2 separate regions of the Mus musculus genome follow, and region 2 is linked to region 1. A link is a contact called in public HiChIP or PLAC-seq data. All regions are on one chromosome and are shown on one strand. The core of a region is the stretch at or near the end of the contact, and the rest is flanking DNA. Distances in the headings are between cores, read along the strand shown.

Region 1 (6,566 bases), core at 4,033-6,532:
GTATCACCTCAGCAAGTTAGTTTTCAAATCTGCCCAGAGGCACCCCTGAGACCACTAATTCTCAACCTTTCCAGCACCCCGTTTAATACAACTCCTCATGTTACGGTGACCACCCCCAACCATAGACTTGTCTTTATTGCTACTTCATAGCTATAGTTTTGTGACTGTTATGAATCATAGTATAAATATCTTATATTCAGGATATCTGATATGGGAACCCTGTGAAAGGGGTGTTCAATTCCTGAAAGGGTCATGACCCACAGGTTGAGTACCACTTAGAGTGTGACCGAGAGGGCTACCTTTAAGAATAAGACAATAGCGACCTGTTGTTGTATACTTGCTATGTGCCAGGCGGTAGGTGTGGGTTTAGTTAATCTTCACCCTTTTGTGAAGTAGACACTTTCATCATCTTTCTATTGATAAAACAACCCAGGCACAGAAAGGCTAAGTAACACCCTCATAGTCACGGAGTTAACAGGTGTCAGAGTCATGCTTCAAATCCATGTGTTCTGACCCAAGCACTACAGAGCGAAGACAGGCAGGCGTTGAGCCAAGCAGACTTGTGCTCCTCTGTAGTTATCCAGCTAGCCAGAGGCAGAGGATGTGGAAGTCAGCAGGCACACGGCTGGAAACACAGCTGGAAACACAGCCAGTACTCCGGGGGTAATTCCTGACTTCCTATTAGAAACAAACAAAAAAACCAGGCTGTGCTGATTTTCCCATTGGCTTCTTGGCTGTGACAGCTGGTCCCTCCTGCCTATGGCCTAAGATAGCAAAGATGTTAGGCTAGGCCACTGGACCAGAACAAAAAGGGTGGGAAAGGCTGCCCTCTTCCTGACCTCCGCTCTGCTTAGCCACCAGTCCTGTGGAAATCCAATCAAGGGCTTGGGGGCTGGAAGAGGATAGGCCCAGAGTGTAGGGGGAGGGGAGGGTTGAGCAAAAAGACAAAGGTAAGAAAATAACGCTGAGCGGGAAGATCAGATCAGCCCAGGGACACCTTCTGATTGGGGTCCCCTGAACCTTGATGGGAACCGCAGGTCTCCCCTACAGCCCATTAACAAGCTCAGACTTGAGCGAGGATCACCCACAATAGGCTGGTGGAGAGGTGGGTGAGGGAGACACTGTTCCCTATGGGATTAAACTGGATGGCCCAGTTTGTGGCTAGAAGGTTCCATCACCACAATAGGCCCCTAAGCTTTGTGCTGATTATACCTGTCTGGGCAAAAGGGCATCTCTTTGGACATGGTGACTGTCCTGGCCTAGTGTGCCTCATTTGTGACTCTGCCAGCATGTGGTAGTGGGATGATACCTTCCGGGGTGACCTGACTTCTCCAATGGCAGCACTTCCTAGTGTTACCTCTCATGTCTCTGTCACAAAGGCTCTTGAGGCTGGCATTGTACTGTGCTACACTCACACTTTAGACACATCCTATGCCCTCAGGACAGGGCCAAGGACAGGGTTTATAGAACTAGGTGTCCAGTCGCTAGGCCCCTGGTTCAGAAGTTATTAGGAGCTGCAAGGTGGCAACAGTATAGCATTAAACCAGTTGTAGGGTCCTTCTGAGCTCAGGGGCTTATGCTTGATGCAGCTTATCACACACCGATGGAGCCAGCTCTGCCATGGGCTCAGAGAGGCTCATGTTCCATAGGCAAGGTTAACCGGGTCAGAGAAATTACACAGTGTACCTCTTAAGTCATTTATATCTTTGAATATTAAAATATTGCATCATGAGATCCAACTATCAAGATTTTAGCAAGTCATTACAGGGTTTATAAAACTCCAGAGAACCTTAACTCCGGGCGATCAGAACATGTAGGTGTGTATGTATTAACTCAGCGGTTTGTGCTTGCTTCTAAGCGTACCCCTAACTTCTCCCCTTCCCTGGGTGCAGGTGATTTCATCTCACAACCGCACTAAGGCCGAATGTACCCTTCTAACTGGAGCGAAGATCACTTGAGCTTGGCATGAAGCCAGGCTACCCAGAGACGACAATTTCTAGGGGAGTCCATGTTTATAGCCCAGTGGTACAGCTAGAGACTCAGAGACCAGAAACAAGAAGACTAGTTCATGCAAATAGAGGAGGAAGAGTGTGCAATAGTGTTCAAGGTTGGACAAGGAGGGTGGAGGTAGGACCTGGTCCAAGCCCACCCTTTCAAGAAAAGCATGCCTTCAGAAAAACCAAAGCTCTGACACACACACACACACACACACACACACACACACACACACGCACGCGCACGCGCACGCGCACACGCACATGCACACGCACACACACACCTTCTCTAGAGGCTCTGCTTTCTGACTTGGCTCCCAAGTTAAGCTTCCTTGATCTGAAGGATCCTAAGGTCATCAGACTTAGCAAACAAAGACACAGGATATGAGTCAAATTCAAATTTCAGTTCAACAATGAATTATGTTTTAGTATAAATATGACCTTTTCAATAGTTACTTCGAATAGGAATTCTCTGTTGTCTTAAGTTTCAACTTGACCAGAAAGTCTGCATCTAGTCTGCCACCTTGGGTGGCTACTCTCCCTCTACCTCTCCCAACCTGGGACCAGGACTGGCTCTTCACAGCTGCACATAACTCCAGACTCCAGCAGAGCTCACCAGGCTGTTTGCACTTAGCTGCTGATCTACCCTGCCCAGCCCAACCCTGCAGAGGTACACTTCACTGGCACCGTTGGAGAAGCTGCTAACCACTGTGAGAGATCTGGTGCCTGGCAGCCTCATCTCTGACCCGAGGCCAGCTCTGCTTAGCCCCAGTGCATTCCTTCCTGGCTCAGCTCATCCTTGGTGCTGGTACCAGCAGGGGGAGGAGGAGGAGGAGGAGGAGGAGGAGGAGGAGGAGGAGGAGGAGGAGGAGGAGGAGGAGGAGGCTGAGCTCAAGCCCAAGTTTCACTCCGTTGGCAGCCTGCAGGCCTACAGGGTGGGCTCTTGGTGGGTTAAGGTTGTGATTATGGCTTGGGGATGCCTGTTAGATAAGTTTTTCTGTATTTCAGTTCTTAATTTCCATGTTTGGAAATGAGCAGATTTCCTTAAAGGATATCATTCAGTCTGCTTACTACTCTAAGGTCATCCATCTTGTCCCTACTTTGAAGTCAAGGAAACTAAGATGCTACAGTCTTATCATAGGTGGGTGCCAAAGTTTAAACTAAATTCCAGTCTTTTTAATTCAAATATATGCCCTATACTCTGTACAGCCACATCACTGACCTCACACTCTAAGCTTCCGAGTGGTCACTGCTCACACTTTACTTTCTACCCAGTCTGATGTCTTCCGAATTTTGCCACTTGATAAAACTGCCTTAATTTTCTTGAGCTTCCTCAGAAAAATTAACACAAACTCGATGAGTTAACGCAACAGAAATTTATTGTGGTAGTCTGATGTTGTTGCCCAATGCTGACTGGAATACCTGATGCTGGGTAACCTTATAAAGAAAACAAGTGTTGTTTACCTTACAGTTTTGGAGGCTCAAAAACCATGTAACCCCCATTGGTTTGGTCTCTGGTGCAGACCCAAGGATTGATGCTATCATAATAGAATACCTGTGTCAGCAAGACATAGCATGACTAGACAGGGAGCCCCACGGAGACCTTGGCCAGGTTCCACTATTATAACAGCTTGCCCTTGTGAGAACTCACTCTAGGAGAACAGCGTCTCCAGGGACCTAGCAGCCTACCACAAAGCTGTTCTTCTTCAAGGGTCCTATCACCCCATGAACATCTGGAGGGCAAATCACATCAAATACATCTGGTCTCACACCTCAAGAGCCAGAAAAGCTCGAAAGTGTCAAGCTATGAGCAAGGCTGACTCCTGGAGTCTCTGAGGGAAGATGCTCTCAGTCTCTGCTTGCTCCTGGAAGGAGGCACCATGTGGCCCTCCAAGGCGTGTGACCGAATTGCCCAACTTGCCCCATCATCTTTGATTTTTTTTAAATATAATATTTTAATTTTAATTAAAAATATTGTCATATGATATGTTTTGAAGATGTTTTTCCCTCCCCCAACTCCTCACGGGTCCTCCCACCTCCCTACCCAAGCAGCTTTATGTTCTTTTTCTTTTAAAAAATAAGACACACACAAAAAAGGAGGTAAAACAGACAGACAGACAGACAGACAGACACACACACACACACACCACAGACACAGACACAAAACCAAAACAACCCCCAACCACAATTTAAAAAAGAAAAAAGCAAAACAAAACCTCAAAACTTCACTGGTATATCAATCACACTTCAGGTCAGGCCCCATGCCCAAGAGTTGTTGGGCGACACAAAGGACCCCAGTGGCATTTTTGTGGACTTTTTGTTTTATTCTGCTTTATTTTGGCACATGACTCCTTTTCTATACATCTCTCAGTGTCTGCTTCCATCCACATTTCCTTGTCTCTGCCACAAAGACACTATTAAGCTTGCCCTAATGCACTGTGACCTCATGTTAACATCCGCACAAGCCCGTGGCCACAGAAGCCTGCATTCTCAAGTTCTAGACAGACGTGAATTCCTAAGCAGTGTATGTGTGTGTGTGTGTGTGTGTGTGTGTGTGTGTGTGTGTGTGTGTAGGGGGAAGCACACACTGCTTAGCCTAGTATACTGGTATTTCCCTGGTTGAGACTCTCACCAGCACTGGACAGCACAGAAAACTCTGTATTGAGCATCTGTGTTAAGGCTTTGCCCTCTCCAGTCCATTGCTTTCTGGAAAATAAATTCACCTGTAGCTCTGTCTCCCTGACTTCAAAATACTAATGTGTCTATATAGCTGACAGCAGCGGCTCTCAGTCTTAAGTGTGTAAAAGGGTCAAGAGGAGAGGGTCTCAACCTTCGAGTCACAACCCCCCAAGGAAGGGTTGAACAATCCTTTCAAGGGATTAGCAGATATCCTGCATGCCAGCTGTTTACATTACAATTCACAGCAGTAGCAAAATTACAGTTATGAAGTAGCAACAAAATATTTTATGGTTGGGGTCACCACAACGTGAGGAATTGTGTTAAATGTCACAGCATTAGGAAGGCTGGGAACCACTGGCCTACAGAGAAGCCTTTTAGAATCCAAACTTTCTGATTTATGGACGAAGGGAAAAGGTCAGGAATTTGCATTCTGACCAGTTCCAGAAGATTCTGTAGAAAAAAAGATTCAGACTGTATCATGGCATATAAGAATCCTTGGTCTGATCCAGTTTCTATTTTTAGTTGTATCATCCAGCGCTCCAGCCTCAGCCATGAAGCCTGAGTGCAGCCAGCAGGGCTCCTCCCCTTTCTCTCCCTCCTCTCACCTCTCACACAACAGGGATCGTGGTGAAGTGGTTTGGATTCGCAGCCTGTCTGGACAATTACTCAACTGCCTGTGTCTCTGCTTTGTCAGCCATAAAGTTGAGTAACCTTCCTTCTATAAGCCTGCTGTGAGCAGAATCCCTAACTGTGGTGGTCTGGGAGCTGAAATCCCTAACTGTGAAGGGCCTGGAGCTGAAATCCCTAACTGTGAAGGGCTCGGAGCTGAAATCCCTAACTGTGAAGGGCTCAGAGCTGAGTAAGCACACAGAAAACCCTGGGTCCATTAACTACCATCTCCTTGTCCGCCCTCCAGTCACCATTGCTGAATATTTTTATTTGTGCTAGCATAGTGCACAAGCTAATCCCACCATTTCCCTGCATATATGTGGGTTCCTTTTTATGTGGTTTAGGGAAATATTTGGCTTTTTTTTTTAAGTAAGTAGTTTGGTGTCTTAATTATGTTTTTGTTGTTGCTGTTGTTGTTGTTGAAAATACACTTTTTTCTCACATAATGTATCCTGATTACGGTTTCTCCTCCCTCTACTCCCGTCAGTTCCTCCCCACCTCTCTGCCCATCCAGATCCAACCATTTTTGTCTCTCAGTAGAAAACAAACAGGTTAATAAGGGAAAATAATGAAATATAATAAGATAAAACTATCACATAATAAAACAAAAAAATACAGACATAGAGACCCACTCTTATCCTCTCTCTATCATCCTCCCATAGGGTTCCCTAGCCCTGAGAGGAGGGATTTGATGGGGACATCCTGTTTAGGCTTAGAGTTCCAAGGTCTCTCACTCTCTGAGTATTGCCTGGCTATGGATCTCTGCATTTGTCCCCATCTGCTGCAGGAGGCTGAGCAAGACACTGATCTATGAGTATAGCAGGATGTCATTAGGAGTCATTCTTTATTTTTATGTTTATTGCTATATTCTTCAGTAGAACAGTAGTGTTTGGTTTTACTCTAGGTTCCTGGGCTACCTAGTCTCAGGTTCCTTGCCACCCAAACAGAGTCAGATATGGAATCTACCTCTTGGAGTGGGTTGAGTCAACTCAAAGCCTGGCTGGTTACTCTCTGAAGCTTTGTGTCACGATAGCATTAACATATCTTGTAGGCAGGACACCATTGTAGATCTAAGGGCCTATGGCTAGGTTGGTGTTTACGTTTCTTCATTGGTAGTTTGCAGAGTTGCTGTCCTGTAACAAAGATGCTAGCACATAGGGTTGAAAGCTCTATGTAGACACCACCTCTCTCTTCATGTTCAATGAGGAGTATAGGTGTTGTCTT
Region 2 (6,378 bases), core at 1,097-3,596, 250 kb after region 1:
AGGATAGTAATGTGACCCTTAAGATAAAATAAAATGTGACAACTGTTTTCTAAATTTATATTTTGATGTGATTTTTCCAGACATCAAATTCCCAATAACAGACAGTATAGGTGCTTGTATTATATTGCAACCTAGGGGAAAACACAATCCTCGCTCAAAGCTGTAAAACAAAGACTAGAGGCACGGCTCAACAGCTAAGAACCTGTACTGCTTTTGCAGAGAACCTAAGTTCAAATCCCACCACCCACATCGACAACAACTCACAAGCACCTGTAACTCCAGCTTCAGAATCATGTCCTCTTCTGGCCTCCTTAGGCACCGATGCACATGCATGCACATGCATGCAGATTAATCCAATGGCTAAGAGCATTTGCTGCTTTTGCAAAGCACCTGAGTTTGGTTCCCAGCATTTGTGATGAGCCTCATAAGTGTCTGAGCTACAGCTCCAGGAGATCTGATGCCCTCTTCTGGCTTCTTTGCCAGATATACCCACAGTCAGTCACAAATAAATACATGAATTTAAAATTAAAAATAAGGGGCTAGAGATACGGCTTGCTGTCTAGTATGTGCGAGGTCCTGGGTTCAATCGCCAGGCACCAAAGAGATAAAAAATGTTGTAAATAGAAAATAAAACTATACCCATCTCCATTCACTGATGACACTGTAACCATCACAGAATGTACGTTTAAAAGGGAAAACCCTTAGTCCCAGCAACTGGAGAGAGTCAGGTGGATCTCTGAGTTTAAGGACAGCCTGGTCTATATTACGAGTTCCAGGCCAGCCATGTTTATAGTGAGACTGTCTCAAACAAACATAAAAGTAAATGGGAAAGGACCAATAATGCCTGAAATTCTAACTGATGTTACATGATTCGTTTACAAATGACGCTCACCATTATCAGAACAATCAAGTGGAGAGGCTCCTGAGGTATTTTGTCTTGATGGTTATGTTTGCAGACTGGGCAAACACTTCTGCAGAGTGCTACAGGACAGATTCCTGGGGCAGGGTTAAGTGGGTGACTAGATGAGCTTTTAAGTGTCACTTCTAAAATTCCCAATCTACAGCACGTGGAAAAGGAGAAAACATTCGGCCTCGCGACTAAACGATCTGTTTCGAATCCCAGTGAGCGTACATACTCGAAACTTGTCCCTCCTCTCCCGCTACAGAGATTCCCGGAGATTTTCGCAAACAAAGGCACGGAAAATATGCACAGGTGGGATAAAAAGGGGAGTGGCAGAGGCCAGGCGGCGCTCGCTCGAGACAGCGCCCCCACGCCGCCAATTTTCCCGGCCGCACCTGAGAAATCACTGCCATGCACACCTCCACCCTCAGGTGACGGCGTCCGGAGCGAATTCCTCGACCTATAACCCTCCGCCTGCACCTTGGTCGGACATTGGGTATTGTCTGCAGCCTCCAGCGCCCAGGAAAGGCACGGAAGAAAGAGAGAGAGAGAGAAAAAAGAGAGAGACAGACACACACACACATACACACACGAGAGAGAGAGAGAGAGAAAGAGAGAGAGAGAGAGAGAGAGAGAGAGAGAGAGAGAGGAGAGAGAATAAAGAACGAGAGGGAAATCAAGCGATCGGCAAGCCGCGCGCTCCTTTCGCCAAAATGAGCGTCCCTTCCTCGATCCCACTACCTAATTCGGGTCACAAAAGCAGACCCGCCAGCCCAGAGAGGCTGCAACCGGAGCTGGCCGGCGCGGAGTCGCGGGCGCCCTAGGTCCCGAGCAAGGAGGCAGCAAGAGAGGGAAATGGGCGTGTGGGTTGGGCCTGGCTGGCCCCAGGCCGGGCTGGGAACAAAGCCGCCCGGCTCCCCCTACCTGGAGCTGGGGCGTCGCCCAGGCGCGCGGCGCGGGGATCCGAGCGGCGCCCCTTCGGGACAATGGCTCCCTCCCCCGCCGTCGGGCGCGCGGTACAAAGGCGCGGCGCCCGGCCGGGCACCCGTCCGCAAAGTCAGGCAGAGGCTGGAGAGGGGACGGCAGCGGCCGTCCAGGGCTGCGGCCCGGGCCCCTCGGAGGGAGCCCCAGGCAGCCGCCCCGTCGCCTCCCCGCCCGCAGCCGAGCGGGCTCTCGCGGCACAAAGAGGCGCCGGAGTCCGCGGCGCGCCAAGCCCGGGGCTCCCGCCGACGGCGCGAGCCGCTCTGCTCCCCACACTCACCCACAGCTCGGTGCCCCAGCTCATGGCGGAACCTGAGGCGACTGGCGCCGGCCGGCTGCTCCCGCTGTCCTCTCTCGTCCCGACTTTCCCCTCCTCAGCGTCTGCCTCGAAAGCTGCCGCCACCACCACCGGGTTCCCCAGTGAGTGAGAGAGACACGACTGAAGCGAGCCGCCGCCGCGTCCCCGCCTCCCGGCAGCGGGGAGGGAGGGAGGGAAGGAGGGAGGGAGGGGGCCGGGGCCGAGGGGAGGCGGGACGGCGGGGAGGGGGCGGGCCGCGGTGCACCCTGGGATCGGGGCGGGCCCGCACTCGCGCGCGCGGGGGCCGGCGGGGGTCTCCTCCGAACAGCTCGCCCGGGGCGGGGATCCTCGGACCCTCGGCGGCGTCCGCTCCGGCCTCCGGGCTCAGCAAAAGCCGCACTCAGACTCCCGCTCCAAGATGGAGAGCCAGGGAGGACGCCCACGGTCCCTGCCTTGCTCGGAGACCCCCCCCCTCAAAGGAGGCGACCCCACACGTCAGCGTTCTTTGCGGAGCCCTGACAAAGAAACCACGTCCAGACGTTGGAGCAGAGGGGTGTGTGCGTGTGTTTAGTTAAAAAAAATCTGCCTTCGTAAGGTAACTTCTCCGTCCAGGCTTGGCGCTTCAGCCTGGGATCCCCGGGAACCACAGACCTGTAGAGGTCAAACGTCCAATGTGAATGCAACGTGTCACACGACGTGTCTGGTTTTTGTTTTTGTTTTTAATAAAGCATTTTGATTTTATTGTAAGTTCTTTCGGGAAACCTTTTTTTCTTTTTTTTAAGAGGCAAGCGATCCCGTAATCTTTTGGGGACGTTGCCATGGTAAAAGATAAGACTTGGTGGAAAGCGAACCCGACTGACACCTGCAGGAGGTGAGACGCTGCTGAGCTTGCCTGAATTCTAGGCTCGTGGCTACCTCCAGGGACCGGTCTCTCCCTCCTCACAGCCCTTCAACAACCTGTTCAGAGCCTGAGGCGTCTCTTGCCTCCGATAGGAATCTTGGCTGCAGACGACCTCTTGCTTTTAGCTGTGCTGAGTTATTTCCCAGCCTGCCTCCACTGGCAGTCAGCAAGTTTGGCTGGTGCTACTAGATACCGCGTACAGTCTGCTCACTAACTCCCCAGCATATGCTTTAGTATTAATTGCTTGTCGCTTAAAACACACACATTTTCACTCTAGAACCAGTAGAGTACTCTTCAGTGAGTCATGACAACTGAATGCTTCAAGGTCCCCCCACCAACGGACGTCTTATCAGCCTTGAAACTCCTCCCTACGGGACCGGGACCGGGACCAACACAGGTGTTCCAGCTTCTTCCGCCCCAGCCTTCCTGTTTACCTAGTTCTGCTCCCCATTGAAGTCCAGGCAAATAGCCAGAGCTCTCCAGGCAGTCTAACCACCACTCACCAAATTCTTTGCTATCCTTTTCTGAGGTAGGCTGAGCAAATGAATACTCTCTTCTAATTAGGTTAAGGCCGGTCTTTTTTTTTTTTTTTTTTTTTTTTAATGTTCTTTGAAAGTCGCTGAAGCCAAGTGTGATGACGCACACCTGTAATTTTAGTGCTCCGGAGGGGAGAGGCGTAACTACAGGAGTCAGAGGCTAGCCTGGGTTACAGAGTGTGCAGTGGTTGGAGGGTGGGGGTGGGGTGTTGGTAAGAGAGAATATCTTCCTAAGAAATAACTTCTTTCCACCATTTTTCTGGATTTCTCTATTTCAAAAAGGCCTGTCTCTGTCAAAGTATGTCTTCTAACAGTCACCTCTCCGGTCTCACTCTCACTCTCTAGATAGTATGAAGTTACTGTAGCAATGTCTCCTTTAGAGCTATTCCAGTTCTAAGATGTAACTTACCTACGCTCTGCCGTGGAAGCTAAGAAAGACCTAAGGACCATAATTCAAACCAAAATTACACCTCTAAGAGGCAGAGAGCAGGTGAATCTCTGAGTTCAAGACAACCTGGTCTACATGTGGAGTTCCAGGATAGCCAGGGCTACATAGACCGTGTCTCAAAAAAAAAAGTAAAATAAGCTATTAGTCATATTAACACTATACTATCAACATAATTCCCCAATAAAGCATAAAGTTTTGTCTTCAAGCTGAGCCATTTTCCTTTCCCTAAAACTTCTGAATAGGACTTCACAATTTAAACAACTCACTGCCTTAAAAGTAAAAGCAGATTTTGAGCTGAGGTTATGGGTAAAGCACTTGCCCAGCGTGGATGAGACCTTGCTTAGAGTTCAATTTTCAGGTCTGGAAAAAACAACGACAAAAAACACAGAACCCTAGATTTGAATTAACTAAAACCCAAGCAGCTGGCTACACCTGTGCTACACAGTGTAATTTTTAAAAATTACATCATCAGTTTTAACTACTGTAGCCTGGTCTGCCATGTTCAACATCTTGGGCACCACAAAAATAAAATCAAGTTCTTACAATACAGGAATAAAAGTGTCTATTGTTATATTTTGTTTTAAAAACTAATATTAATCAAAAGTAAAAACATATACTATCTAAGTCCTTGTTCCTAAAATAGTTGATATTTAGCTAGGCAGAGATGTTTTACACACACAAATGCTATTTGTCATGCAGCCAAATGCTATTTCACAGAGGTTTTGTGGGGGAATTTGGGGTTTTATTATCATTGTGTGTAGTATGTGTCTTAGTTAGAGTTTTACTGCTGTGAACAGACATCATGACCAAGGCAACTCTTATAATGACAACATTTAATTGGGGCTGGCTTACAGGTTCAGCGGATCAGTCCTTTATCAAGGTAGGAACATACCATTGCCCAGGCAAGCATGGTGCAGGCAGCGCTGAGAGTTCTTCATCTCTATCTGAAGACTGTTAGAAGACTGGCTTCCAGGCAGTTAGGACAAAATTCTTATAGCCCACACCCACAATGACACACTTCCTCCAACAAGGCCACACCTACTCTAACAAGGCCACACCTCCTATTATTGCCACTCTCTGGGCCAAGCATATTTAAACCATCACTGCGTGCATGATGGTGGTGCATGCTCCAATGTCCATGTAGAGGTGAGAGGACTGCTGTGGAGTCGGCTCTTTCACCTCTGCATGCGTCCTATCCATCAATGGTGCACCTCCAGGCTTACACTGCAGTCAACTTTGCCTGCTGAGCTATCGCACCAGCCCAGCCAAGCAGGTTGTATTAGTCAGGGTTCTCTTGAGTCACAGAACTTATGGGATGTCTCTGTATATTAAGGAATTTATTGGGATGACTTACAGTCTGTAGTCCATCTAACCCAACAATGGGCAGCTGTGGATGGGAAGTCCAAGGATCTAGTAGTTGCTCAGTCCCACAAGGCTGGGTGTTTCAGCTGCTCTTCTGTAGAAGTAGGCTCCAACAGATGTGCTGGCAAGTAAGTGCAAGCAGTTGAAGAAGAGTGAATCTTCCTTCTTCCAATGTCCTTATGGAGGCCTCCAACAGAAGGCCCAGATTAAAGATTAGATTTACTACCATGCCTGGATCTGGGATTTGCTTTGTCCCAGCCTGACCTTGAACTCAGAGATCTTCTTACCTCCTGAGAGTAAAGGCGTGTACTACCTTGCCTGGGTCTAAGCTTTTCAAGGCCTCTATGCCTCAAGATCTCTATGCCAAGATCCAGGTCAGAAACTTGTATCTTCCGGCCTCAAGATCTGGATCCCAGGTGAGCCCTCCATTTCTGGATGATAGTTCATTCCAGATATAGTCAGGTTGACAACCAGGAATGGTCATCACACTGGTCAAGCTATTTGTACGTTTTCATAGTCATTTTTGAGTAGTTTAAATTAACATCATTTCCATCTTTAAATTTCCAACTCATGATTGTGAATATTTTTAGTGTAGCAAGGGTATCATCTACTGTGGATGCTCTGGATGCTATCCCTAGTCTACCTGGAGGCCTAAACTTTACAAAACTGTTCTGGCGATTGTACCTTTTTGCTACTTAACGTATTGGCAGTGAATCAAATCATGGTTTCTGTTTCAGAGTGCAGAAGTTTTGAAGGTAAGCAACACTACGAAAGAACCAAGGGAATGACTCTTCTACACATATTTACTCCAGTGAGTAAACGGTAAAACCCTACATTACTACAGAAGCACTGTTGCAATGTTAATCATTTTTACAGTCTCTCTCTCTCTCTCTCTCAAAAAAAAAGTCTTAAGTAGGTCGTGATGACATCCAATAGCTCATAGCTAAAGTA

The links. HiChIP or PLAC-seq counts read pairs in DNA pulled down with a chosen protein or histone mark.
Region 2: an HNF4G HiChIP or PLAC-seq map of pancreatic cancer cells shows a contact between it and region 1. The contact joins the promoter of Fnbp1l here to the enhancer-like site in region 1. A contact is called at or near these places in 1 of 39 promoter capture datasets (embryonic stem cells), 7 of 115 datasets of contacts at active chromatin or transcription factors (acute myeloid leukemia, embryonic stem cells, forebrain and 1 more) and 1 of 9 other capture datasets (embryonic stem cells).

The regions. Positions count from the first base shown.
Region 1 is chr3:122,360,244-122,366,809 of GRCm38.p6, forward strand. No RefSeq gene overlaps it. Among named protein-coding and RNA genes, the nearest start is that of Gm4610, 28 kb to the right of the region's middle. Within about 2 kb of position 5,283, at least 103 of the 459 cell types and tissues checked have an H3K27ac peak or open chromatin away from gene starts, as enhancers often do. A contact at or near this core is called in acute myeloid leukemia and pancreatic cancer cells, where this site is marked.
Region 2 is chr3:122,617,368-122,623,745 of GRCm38.p6, forward strand. It overlaps Fnbp1l (formin binding protein 1-like), which reads right to left and starts at 2,347. Exons shown (of 14, transcript NM_153118.3): 1 at 2,163-2,347. The coding sequence starts at 2,186. It overlaps Gm43568 (predicted gene 43568), which reads right to left. Exons shown (of 2, transcript NR_166115.1): 2 at 4,882-5,614.